2 separate regions of the Cricetulus griseus genome follow, and region 1 is linked to region 2. Evidence: chromatin contacts called from public Hi-C data. All regions are on one chromosome and are shown on one strand. Each heading gives the region's core, a stretch centred on a gene start, on an enhancer-like site or on the middle of the called end of the contact. The rest is flanking DNA. Distances are from core to core; before and after follow the strand shown. Region 1 overlaps Med13l (mediator of RNA polymerase II transcription subunit 13-like). Region 2 has its middle 38 kb from the start of Spring1.

Region 1 (6,200 bases), core at 1,246-3,745, 360 kb after region 2:
AAGCTTGTTTTGAAGATGTGTGCACCTTGGGGTTTAGATCTTCTGAGTGTAGGTCAAGCTTTCGTGTGTTGGATTGTGGACCTCGATATGGTAGGGTGAGGTGTGCTGGGGCCCAGTGGGAGGTAGTTAGATGAGCAGCGCCCTTCCATGAGAGCAGTTTCAGGGCCTTGGGTCTTGAAAGGTAGGCATTGTGAAGGAGCAAGACTGTGATCTCTCTGGCTTTTGTTCTCTTCTTGTCCTCCTCTCTACCTCCTTGACATGATGAAGTCAGGAGCACTTTGCCTCAGAATCTAGGAGCTAAGGAAACCCATTTTCTTCATTAAGTATTCGACTCAAGGCATTTTGTTCTGATAACAGAAAATAGACTAACCCAATGGGAGAGCTGCACTGCCCTTTGAAAGTGAAGAATAATAATTGGTTTCTGCTAAGAGTTTTGATTGTGAACAGAGTGCACATGGAAGCCAAATACCCAGTGTTCAGGTGGCTAGAATACATTTAAACTGAGATGGGGGGGGGGAGGGAGAGAGGAGGGAGGAGGGAGGAGGGAGGGAGGGAGGGAGAGGGAGGAAGCCTGTAAAAATGATTACATTAGTTTTTTTTTTTCTGGGGGGGGTTCATGGTTGTATACAGTACAAAGGGACAAAGTAAAAGAGGAGTCTTGAATATATAGAGTATAAACTGTGTTGTCTTGGTTGATTCTCGGTAATATAATAGCACTGAGTCTAAGGTCATTTAACAGCACCTTAGAGATAGGCTGTGGTGTTTTAGTCTCTGACCTGGTGGGGTCATATCTAAAACAATGTAACAGTGTAAAGTTGTTCAAGCATTTTGCTAGATTGCAAAACACAGGTGTGTTTGGTTTCTCTCACCCTCTTAACTCCCACCGCCACCCCCTCACCCTCCAAGGTGAAACTTTTTAGTGTGTGTGCTTGGAAAGAGGGAGGAAGGAGGAGGAAGGAGGAGGCCAAGCACTGGGGATTGAACCAGGGTCCCATGCTTGTTTCATTAGCACTCCATTGCATTTTTAAAAATGTTTTTGAAATTTATAATTATTATTATTTTGTTTTGATTTATTTATTGTATAAATGTGTACCTAATGAGTGTCAGGGAGCTATAGATGGCTGTGAACTACCAAATGGTTCTGGGAACCCAGCATGGGTCCTCTGTCTGCAAGAATAGCTCTTAACCACTGAGTTGCACCAGCCCCTCAAGTTGTTTGAAAGTTTCTATTTGCTTATCTTCTTTTTCTTTGTTTTCCAGGAGCTGTTTTTTGTTCACTGCACTCTTCACATGTGTGAATTCTTTTTGCTTTATAGCATATTCTTAATGTAAACTACAGTAATGTTATAGAAGGCCTAAGAAAAGACTAAACTTTTTTTAAAGATGTTAATTATATACAATGTTAATCTTCAAAATCTACTCTCCACTATTTTATTTTAACTATACTCATTTCCACACCTAACAAATTCTTTTCTCTTAACTACCAATCTCTGCACAAACCGTGGCTGCCAGCATGCACACTTGGTCTCACAGAGGGTGCAGCCCCATGGGTGTGAGGGATGTTCACTTCCTGGAAGTGCTATAGTAGAATGGCCTGCACTTGTTGTCAGGGCCTCTGCGTTCATAGCTGGAACTTTTGCACGCTGGACCAAGTGATGAGCCGATGTAATTATTCCGCAATCTTGTTTTTCTTCAAAAGAGTATTTTCTTTTTAAAAACTACATTAAAATAGGAAGGTTGGAGCAGTGTTTTACAAATGAAAACAGCTATTTGTAGTAAAAGTCGGTGAGAAAAAGTACAGCAAAAATTAAAGGAAGATGAAGGAGTTTAACACCACTGTCAATATCATAGACTGTTGGTGAGAGAACCAGAAAAAAGAAAGGCCAGTAGTAATTAGCTAAAAAATGACCAAAGAAATGAACCCTTAGGGTGTGTGTACTTAATGAGACTGTCACAGTACCATCCCTTAGGTGGAGACAGAACATGTAGAGCAGACTTAGTCTCAGAGGACCTTCTGTGTGGAGTTCAAGCTGTCTCTCTTTCCCTCTTCACTCTTCTTCCTCCTGCTCTGCTCCCTCCCCTCCCCCATGTTATTTTTGCTACATTTGCTGTTTTAACCTGTCAGTTACAAAATAATTACTATGTCACTGTGGCTGGCGGCTCATATAGGAGAAATCTGCCGTCTCTTAATCAGAGGTGATTACAGTTTCCCCTGTCTGTAAACGTGCTTGTTGAGTAACGAGAATGCATTAGTCTCAGGCTGATGTGTGAAATGAAAGGCAGCAAGAAGCGGCACCATTGTTGTCACTCCAGGCGTGTCTAATGAATCGTGTTTCCATGTTCTCGTGGTCACGCCAGAGAGTGCCCTCTGCCAGGGCTAAGCCTCCTGTAAAATGCCCTGTAAGATTATTGCAGCAAGAACAGAAATGCTAGCTGAGTGGGGGTTGGGAGAGAATGCCAAGAAGACAGCTGCATTTCAAACAGTTACAGCTGGGAGGATTACTCACAGTGATAGCAGTGACAGACAACTGTTGGAGCCTTAGTGTAAGATGCAGTTTGGCGACCTCTCCTGTCAGAATTTTAGTAGCATGCAAGAATGTGTGTTTACATTTCAAAGCAGGTTGCCTCTGAAGAGTGGAAGGGAATAAATAGTTTTAATTTTTTTTACTCTTTAATTGAGAACAGAATTGAAACCCAAAGATTGAGTGTTTTTGACTAACATGACACCATCTTAAAAGAAGTTTATATGAAGCATTGATAGATTTAAGTGAAAATGCCTTAACTGAATCGTATGTGTGTATATCGTATGTGTGTCCTATATAATGTGTGTACATCATATATGTATCAACCATATGTACATTTTTTTGTTAATATTGAACATTTCTTGGTGCCTGGAACAGTATCTCACACCTGTAATCCTAGAAGTCTGAAAGCTAAAGCAGGAGGATTGTCATGAGTTTGAGGCTACCCTTGGCTATACTGTGAGAATGCTCAAAAACAAAAATTTAAAAACCCCCACATTTAATTTATATCTCATGGCAATCCTTTGCAATTTCAGAACATGTAGCTGTTTAACACTGACCTTACTTAAGAATTAAAGTAATTAACATATTCTCACAAAGGAAGTCTGGAGTTTACAATGAGGTGATGACTGCTCTCCTAGCCAGGGCTATCCTTCTAGACCCTTGTCCATTTATACATTTTTTTGAGTACATTAAGAGCATAAGGTAAAATGGTAGTGATCACTGTAAAATGCTTGAAAAGAGTGGTGAATGGGGGATGAACTTGGATTTGGGGAATCAATGCCACACTTATGCTTTCTCCTTCATTGTGAGTGATCACAGTGACATGGGGCTCTCTTCTGCACAGCTAGCTGTCTTCTGAAGGTCTTGCTCTGTGTATCCAGAAATCTAATTCTCTGACCTCCTTTAGTAGAAAATGTACTGGCTTTGTGAGTCCTGTGATCCATTGAAATGCTAACATGGGTCATGTCTCAGCTGCTACAGTGCTGAGCAGAAACCTTCATTAAAATTCTGGTTATCCTACAACTGGCAGAGGACCCATGCTGTTAGAGACTCCTTAGGAAGATGTTAGCCTGGTAAAATGGCAAGTCACAGCCAATCTTCTGGCTGCTGAGCATTATCAGGGTTGCAATCCTTTAACTTTGCAAATGTTAAAGGCATTTCTGTGTCTGTGTTCTGTCCCTAATAGTTTATCCTCTGGTCCTTATTTGACTGATGAATTGACAGTGGAAAGCTAAATGCATTTCTGATACAAATTTGCTAAGTGAAACCAAATGTTCTACATCCAAGAGCAGTTCAAGAGAGCAGCTTGCTGAATGGGTTAGGTTTGATATAAATAAGTCCATTTAGTTATTAATGACTTCAGATAGATTTTACAAGGCAATCAATAATAGCAAAATGGTGATCAGTCAGTGATACTGTGTGTAATTGGATTTTTTATGGGTATGGTGCTATTTTTCAGAATTAATGTGACATTATGCTACTTTGTTACTCAATTTTTTGTTAAGTCAATTTTTTTTAAGAAATCAGATATGCCAAAAATTCTTAAGTATTATTTGGTATAGTCCATCGTGAAATTGATAAATGCTGTCTTATTGCAATGTCTGCTTATTGTACAGTGCTCAGGGAGTAGATGTGAGAATTGGAAAGTTTCAGTTTTTAACTACAGTTTTATGCATTGAGCAGCACAATTGAAAACAAAGACAAGGGGGCAGATTCTCAGCCTCCCTTTAGATCATGTTCCCTTAGCCCTGTGTTACAGCAAATCTAACAAGGGTGAGACCTCTCTTTTGCCTTGCTTTTTAGTCTATTTACATTTGTGGGGTTTGAAAAAAAAAATCCTTTTTCAGTGGCTGAATGAGGAGTTCTATTTTCCACTAGTGCCCCTCCCCCTCCAGTTTTTGCAGTGGCCAATGTGCTTGCTGAACTCAATGTTCTGGATAATAGGTTTCAGTAATTCTGATGCCTGAGGTTAAAAAGCAGTAGGGGAGTAAGAAGTGTTTCAGATGTCTAGACATTCATTTCAGCTGTTGCAGCAGTGTGATACATAAAAGGGACTATGTATCACAGCTTAGAGGGAACCTGTATTCTTTGAAAGCAGTTCTGGTTTTCAGACTGTGCACAGGGTGAGGATGGATGAAGGAACTGAGTGCTGCTTTCTGTCTTTCTTCCCCACCCTCCCCTGTACTTCTTCATCATCAGTTTTGCTTATGGAACAGAGCAATGTCTGCTGGGAAACTCCAAGCCAGAGTGTTTGCTACTTTGATATCTTGTCACATTGACACTTGGAAGCTTTTATATGGCCTTCCTTTTAAAAATATTAAATATTAATTCTGCAAGATGCAATGTTTTAAAAGTTGGGACAAGTTATAAACTGATATTTTTTGAGTGTTTGGATGCTAAGCAGTGATTATTACTATTTAAAATTTCCTTTATAGAATAGTCTCTTCTAAAAACCATTTAGTACTTGTATAGTTTATCTGAATGAGGATGGTATTAAGAGAGCTAAGCGACACACTTTAAACCAATTCTGAGTTTAGCTTCTTACTACCCCAGTGAAGTGACCCTGTGCCAAGAGTGTGTGTCTGTACCCAGTAGCTGCGGCAGCACTTACTTTGTTGCCATTCTTAATTTGGCTGTAACACTTAAAATAGCAGGAGGAGAGTGTTTGCATCTAGGAATTCTTTATTTTGATTGACACTTTCCTCTCATTTTCTATATAGAGCTGTTTGATTTCTTGTGCCTTTTTCTTCTGATACCAAAAGAGTTCAAATCGATAAATATAGCCTATGAAATAGTTTTCCTATTATTTTTTATTCATACAGAATTAATATTTAGCTGGGAAGCTTGGAGTCTAGATTTAAAATGTATTTATCACTGAATGGTCTGTAGGGCTCATGAAGAGAAAGTCTAGTACCAACAGGTATTCCTGCACACTTAGTGACCATTGTCTTTGTCCTCAGTCTGTAGGTTTCCATTCATGAGAACCCAAACCCACGAGTCTAGTTAACTCACCACATCCAACAGGCTTGAGGCTCAAAAAGATTCTACCGGCCTCTGCCTCCCAAGTGCCTGTCTCCCCCCCCATCTTAAATCAAGCTAATTTAACTTAAAAGAAATGATCTCTTTTGTATAATTATCTCTTTTGGTCTCTTCTCCTATCTACCCACCCAGTATATTGTTACGAAAAAAAAAAAAAAAACAAGAACTTTAGGACTTCATGGGCATTGGTTCTTTGGGAGTTCCTGTGGGTCCCTCCCATAACTTATTTCAAAACAAGCATGCCTTTTCCCTTAGATATTAGGCATTTATAAAATTATAAATCCAGGAAGTAATTCACTATTGTAGCAATAATTAACTTTTAGCACTCTGTCCAAATTCTTTATAACCCTATCTAGATATATTTTCATTTAAGCAACTGTGCATAATTCAGATACTTTGGTAATCATCTCCTCAGTCTACCTATTACTTTCTGACATCTTTGTTACTTTTAAGTAGAAATCTCAAATTATTCTTTAAGACTTGTGAAAGTTGCTTTGAGAGTATTAACAATGGCTTGAGCTTTGAAGGGCAGAGAGACTGATGGGAGTGCCATAGCTCCATGATTGTACTTGAAAGGCGGAAACCAATTCTCTGTTCCTTCATTCCTACCTTAAGCCCATGGGCAGTGTTTACCTT
Region 2 (6,227 bases), core at 1,013-3,512:
CTTTAGGTGTACTGTGTAGCTTCACTGTGGCACAGCCGACACCCACCTCTCCAGTACCGTCATACCTTACACAGAATAGGTCACCTACCACACACTAACTCCACTCCCCTCTCTCCTGTCTGGCTGCTAATCTTCCCCCCACCCCTGCTTTCTCCCCGTGATTTGAAGACACTAGGTTCCCAGGTACTGGAATTACACAATTTTTTGTGTATGATCTCTTTCCATTAGTACTATGTCCCCAGGGTCCACCCATCTTGTATCAAGGTCAGAATTTCATTTTTTTAGCATTTAAAAAAATTTTATTTTGGGGGCAGAAACTAGCATGTCCAGGGCTGACCTTGAACTCACTAAGTAGGTGAACATGTCCTTGAACTTCTTATCCCCCATCTCCAGCTCCTAAGTGCTGGGATTATAGGCTACTGCCACCAGTCCTGGTTTTCTGCGGTTTGAGGATTGAACCTGGAGCCTTTTGGCAAAACACCCTGCTGACTGAACTACTTCATCAGTGTCCGTCCATGTGCCCACCCTCCACATTGTCTCCCTTTAAAAAAAGGTTGCATAGCACTCCATTGTATGGATTCTGCTGTGTCTTTTCTTCCTTCCTGCCTTCCTTCCTTCCTTCCTTCCTTCCTTCCTTCCTTCCTTCCTTCCTTCCTTCCTTCCTTATCTTCCTTCCTTCCTTCCTCTTTTCGTTCAATGCCAATCAGCCTGCCATGTGTCTGTCTTTCTTTCCATTTTTAAATGTTATTTTTATTTCATGTGCATTAGTGTTTTTGCCTGCATGTATCAGGATGTCAGATCCCTTGAAACTGGAGTTACAAACTGTTGTGCGCTGTCATGTGGGGGTGCTGGGAATTGAACCTTGGTCCTCCAGAAGAACAGCCAGTTTTCTTAACTGCTGAGCTGGCCCCGGATTCTGCTGTGTCTTTATTTTTCTGTCCATGAACAGTGGAAATGAGCTAGCTCCCCGCTCCCACATAGAGTATCACAGAACCAGCTCTTGCTAAATGTTTTAGAATATCTACCGTTGTCACACTACCCTGTGTGACCTAGTTCCTCAGGGAAGTGGAGGCAGCCGCCTACAGAACATCTAAGAGAAACAGTGGGGCATCTCACTAAGGAGACAATGCTGTCCTGGAAAAAATGGGGACAAAGGCCCAGAGTCACCAGGCTGGGACTGGCAGGGGGCTGTTTCTTCAGGGTGAGCCACAGTTGAATCTTTTGAGCCTCAGAGACACACCGTGTGGCCAGCCTATCACTCCTCCCTGCTCCCTTTCTCCTGTGGGTCTCTTAGCTCAGAGATGCAAGCCCAGCAGGGGGCCCACCACCTGAAGGGTAAAAATGCTTGCCCTGAAAGTTTGTAGTGCCTGAGATCTGTAACCACTGGCCAGCTTGGCCCTCCTTCCTTCTGTGTGCAAGAAAAGCCCGGCTGTCTGGTTGAGTGAGCAGCGCTATAAATCACAGTGTCACCACTTAGCCAGCCAGAGTGATTTAATTAATCTGTTGTGCTGTCCCCCGAGCAGCGCTCCACCTGACTGCTAATCACCCTCCATCAACAGGAAGAAAATGCAGACCCCCTTTCTTTGAACTGCATGAGATGAAGGAGGAGAGGTCAGGGGAGGGGGAATGAACTGCAAGGTGGTGGTGGTGTGTGTGTTTGTGTGTGTGTGTGGGGGGGGGGGTTCCTCCAACTCTCACAGGACCAAAGTCCCCTGTATCTATAGCCCAACTCTTCATACACCTGCCTTCCTGTCTCTGGTGAGTTGCAGGAGAGGCACACTTTTTTTTTGTAATATTAATATAGAAATCATCTGTTGTCCGTCTCTATTTATCAGAAATAATATCTTGCCCTGAGACCTGTGACAGCTTGCATATTGGAAGAAACCTGGGGGAGGCCTATTTTTTGATCAAGCATGTGCCTGCCCGCACACACACCCTTCATTGATAACTAGCTACAAGGGAGGGGATAGGCACCACTCAAGGCAGAGGATTTTGACAGGTGACCACCCCAATTTCTATCACGCACAAGCCCAATACATGCAAGCGGCTTTCTGCAATGTGAAGAGGCAGGGCTTGTCTAACAATGTAACACTTTGAAGGTGACATGATATTGGTAGGGTTGCTCCAAATCCAGGGTCCTGGAAACCTTGAAGAGCCTCCATGTACCTTTGAATCCTTGCTGAATGGCCCTGTTTTACAGATAGGAGAAACTAAGGCTGACCAAGGGAAGGGAAATTCCCAGGAAGCGGCAGGCTGCAGTCTTTGGAGATGACTCATCCCACGGGGGAAGCCTATTAAAGGAAACGTGTAGAAAGTCTCTCTGGCAAAACAAAGACCAGAAAATCTTTCATCTGATTCAACAATACGACACCTTTCATCAATTACATGAGTTCCCTCCCTGCCTGCTCTTATGGGAGGGTCTCTTGTCTATCAAAAACAGGGTGAGGACAGCGGTCGCTTGCCTGGGAACACGCTGGGTACAGATGTATTGAGGATCACAGAGGTTCACTGTATGGCAATCTATAAACACAGTTGTTGTTGTTGGTTTTTTTTTTGACAGAGAGGCTCAAAATGAAACTTGGGTGGGGAGCTCGGGTGGCTTGCCCAGCATCTTAGGAGGCTAGTCCACATACAGCCCCATCTTATGCATTGTGATTTCTGGGCCAGCACCACTCCTAGAACTCAGAATGGGTGCAGAGTGAATGACATATGTGTCTCTGTTGGTAAGAAGTACCTAGCTTGAAGCCTAGGGTATCTTTGGCAGGATGAGAGATGTGGTTCCAATGCGCCCTTAGAGTTGCAGGTGTATGCTGGTCCTCCCAACACACGGGGGCAGTCTAACCCCTCTCCCTCTGTGTGCATTCCTGGCTTCTCTAGGGACAGGCATCTTCCTGCCTCGGGAGGGGAGATAGGGCAGCTGTTTTTACCCATTTTGAAGCTCATGGGCATCCAAGGGACCAATCTACCAGCATTCCAGGGCATAGTGTAAAAAAGGTTGAATATGGAGTTTGGATGGGGGTTTGAATTCCAGCTATACCTATTTACACACACACACACACACACACACACACACACACACACACACACACAGTTTCCTTCTCTCCACCTCTCTGAATGGATATTAAAGTGAAACAGGGCTGGCCAGATGGCTCAGCAGGTAAAGGTGTTTGGTACCAATCCTGATGATTTGATTTCAGGAACTCTACACAGTGGAAGGAGAGGATGGGATTGCCACAAGTTCCCTCCAAGCTACCAATGAGTACTGGGACACGAGCTCTGCTCCCCACCCCATAGATAAGTGTATATTTAAAATAATTTCAAAATAAAGTGAAATGAAACAATAGATATGAGACCCCAGCAAAGCTCTAGGTACAAAAGAGCTGTCAAATTCATGCGGTTTCTTCTTCATCCCATTCCAAGGTCCCCAACAGCCGTAAAGTGTATTCCAGGCTGACTCTGGTCCTCAGAGACCAGACATTCATGTGTGTGTTTATTTTTCCTCAGAATTTGGAAGCATCTGTCCTGACATTTTCCGGCTTGTAGACCGGAAGAGCGTGAGAATGCTGGCTGTTTTCTGGAGGCCTGTGTATCTGTAATTGGAGACAGAATGCTTCCTCTTGCCTCTATCTGCAAACATCGTATTCGAAAGAGAAGGTGCTGTTATTGCACCCAAGGGTTACATTGCATGTAAACAGGTGTGCACTGAGCCGAAGGCTTGGATGTAAGAAATGGCAGAACATTTCAGAAAAAACATGAGCAAAGATCTGTGTGACTTTCATTTAGATAAAAAACCCTGTGGGTGGGCACTGGAGCAGCCCCTGTCTGCATCCATGCTCTGCAATCGTGTTTAATTTTTCTCTTCCAATCTTCTTGTAATGCAGATAGTAAAGTAGGTGCCCAGAGGTTTATTGAGAATGTGTGGGTAAATATATTCATTCAAAATGTATACTAGTTGGGCATGCCTGTGATCTCCGCATGTGAGAGGCGAGGGCAGCAAGATCAAGAGTTCAAAGCCACATAGAGAGTTTGATTAAACAAAGAGTTTAAGGTCAGTTGGGCAACAAAAAACAGTCTCAGCAAAACCAAATAAAAGCAAAAAGTACAGAAGGCTGGACATGGTGGTCCATGTCTGTAAATCCAGCACTCAGAAACAGAGGCAGGGGATTACAGATTTGAGACCATCTCGAGCTACCTAACCTGTCTCAAAAAACCAAACCACTCAAAACAAAACAGGCAAGCAGCACACATATAAACACACATAACAAATACTAGCTGAACATCTGCTCTGCTCAGGTCTATACTGAGTTCAAGTTTATACCAAGTGGTCCTGAAGCCATGGCCCCTCCACTGGGAACCACCAGAAGCAGATCAACACAGGACATAAGCATTACTAGTGTTGGCTGTCACTGTGAACAAATGAATTTATACCATGGGAACCACAAAGTGGGTGGTCATGGAAGGGTCTGCAAGGAGTTTGCTGGCCAGAAAATGAGGGAGGAAATTAGGAGTCACAGGAAGGGCATCTGCAAAGAGCAGAAAAAGTGAGAAGACCAAAGCAAAGAGCTGTTGAGAGCATCCTCTGGGCACCGTATCCTAGGATGTGCAGTGTGCAGGTCTTGAACATAGGCCATCTCACTGCCTCCTCCAGCATCCAGGTAGCATTAGCCCGCTTTTACAGATGAAGATCTCAGATGTTGCAGGGAGAGGCTGAATTGCCCAACCAAGGTCACAGGCTCACAAGTGGAGAAAGACTGTTCCCAGGTCTGCCAGCCTCCACTCTCCCGGCCTCCCTGCTTGGTATGGTTTGAATGTAGGCAGATGAAGTTGGTGGGGTGGGGTGAACAGGCAGGGAGGGGGCAGGCTGCACAGGACTTTTAATGATGTGGTACAGAGTTGGGACAGTTTCCTGTAGGCAGTGGGAGGCCAGCAGAGGTTTTTAAGTGGATATTGATTCTGCTACCAATGGGTGATGGATGGGAAAAATACCCTGTGTGGGATTGAAGCCTGGAGCCTCTACCACCCATTAGTTTCCTTTGCTGACTGTCAGCCACCCAGCTGCTAGAACCAGACTCCAGGGAGGGATTGGCCTTGCACTTTTCACCGACAGGGAGTCATTCTTTGTGTCATTTTGGCTTGGGTATGTAGTTTTCTATCATGGTACAAAGCTCATATGATACATATACACAAGTTAAGACACATAATAAGTGATAGGAGAGAAAAAGCAAAACTCACCAGGCATGGTGTTGCATGTGTCTTATCCCAGAACTGGGGAGGCAGAGGCAGGAAAATCTTTGTGAGTTAAAGAACAGCCTGGTCTACAAAGTGAGTTCCAATACAGCCAAGGCTATACAGAGAAACACTGTCTCAAAAATAAGTAGATAGATAGATAGATAGACACATACATAGATAGATAGATAGATAGATAGATAAAAATAAAGTGCCTTCTAGTCCTTCCTTAAAGAATCCTTTCCTTCAAAACTTACAAGTGGCAAAACTCCTATTTAGCTGGGTGTGGTGGCACGAGCCCTTAATCCCAGGACTCTGGAGACAGAGGCTGGTGGATCTCTGTGAGTTCAAGACCAGCATGGTCTACAAAGTGAGTTTCAGGACAGCCAGGGCTGTTACACAGAGAAAACCTATCTCATAAAACCAAAAAAAAAAAAAAAAAAGAAAGAAAGAAAGAAAAGAAAAAGAAAAGAAACAACAACAACACCCCCCCCAAAAAAAAAAACAAAACCAAAACTGTTGTGGAATATTATTTTAACTAGGCAAAGATGTGTTACATTTGTTTATGCTGTGGGATATTACTTTAACTGTGTAAAGGTGTGTTACATTTGTTTATGCTGTGGGATATCAGTTTAACTGTGTAAAGATGTGTTATATTTGTTTCTGCTGCCTTTGTTAACTATGTAAAGATGTGTTGTCTTTTCACCTTGTCTGCCTAAAGCACCTGCTTGGTCTAATGAAAAACTAAATGGTCAATAGCTAGGCAGGAGAGGGATAGAGAGAATAAATAGGAAGAAAAATGTAGGCTTAAGAGAGACGGGAAGAAGAGAACAAGGGAGAAAGAGAGGGACACTCCCTGGACCAGAAGTCAGGCAGCCACTAGCCAGCAGCCACTGGAGGAAGCAGGAAAATAAGATATACAGAAGGAAAGACAGGTGAAAAGCCCTGAAGCAAAAGGTGATAAAGAGAATCAGGTTAATTTATAAGAGCTAGCAAGAAAT

Evidence for each region. A called contact is a pair of places that touch in the nucleus more often than the background predicts.
Region 1: a Hi-C map of the CHO-K1 cell line shows a contact between it and region 2, with 4 times the contacts expected there. The contact joins two enhancer-like sites. A contact is called at or near these places in 2 of 8 Hi-C or Micro-C datasets (the CHL-YN cell line and the CHO-K1 cell line).

Annotation. Positions count from the first base shown.
Region 1 is chr4:98,545,741-98,551,940 of CriGri-PICRH-1.0, forward strand. The region is part of intron 2 of Med13l (mediator of RNA polymerase II transcription subunit 13-like); the gene reads left to right. Among named protein-coding and RNA genes, the nearest start is that of Med13l, 100 kb to the left of the region's middle. Within about 2 kb of position 2,496, at least 1 of the 6 cell types and tissues checked has open chromatin away from gene starts, as enhancers often do. A contact at or near this core is called in the CHO-K1 cell line, where this site is marked.
Region 2 is chr4:98,185,404-98,191,630 of CriGri-PICRH-1.0, forward strand. No RefSeq gene overlaps it. Among named protein-coding and RNA genes, the nearest start is that of Spring1, 38 kb to the left of the region's middle. Within about 2 kb of position 2,263, at least 2 of the 6 cell types and tissues checked have open chromatin away from gene starts, as enhancers often do. A contact at or near this core is called in the CHO-K1 cell line, where this site is marked.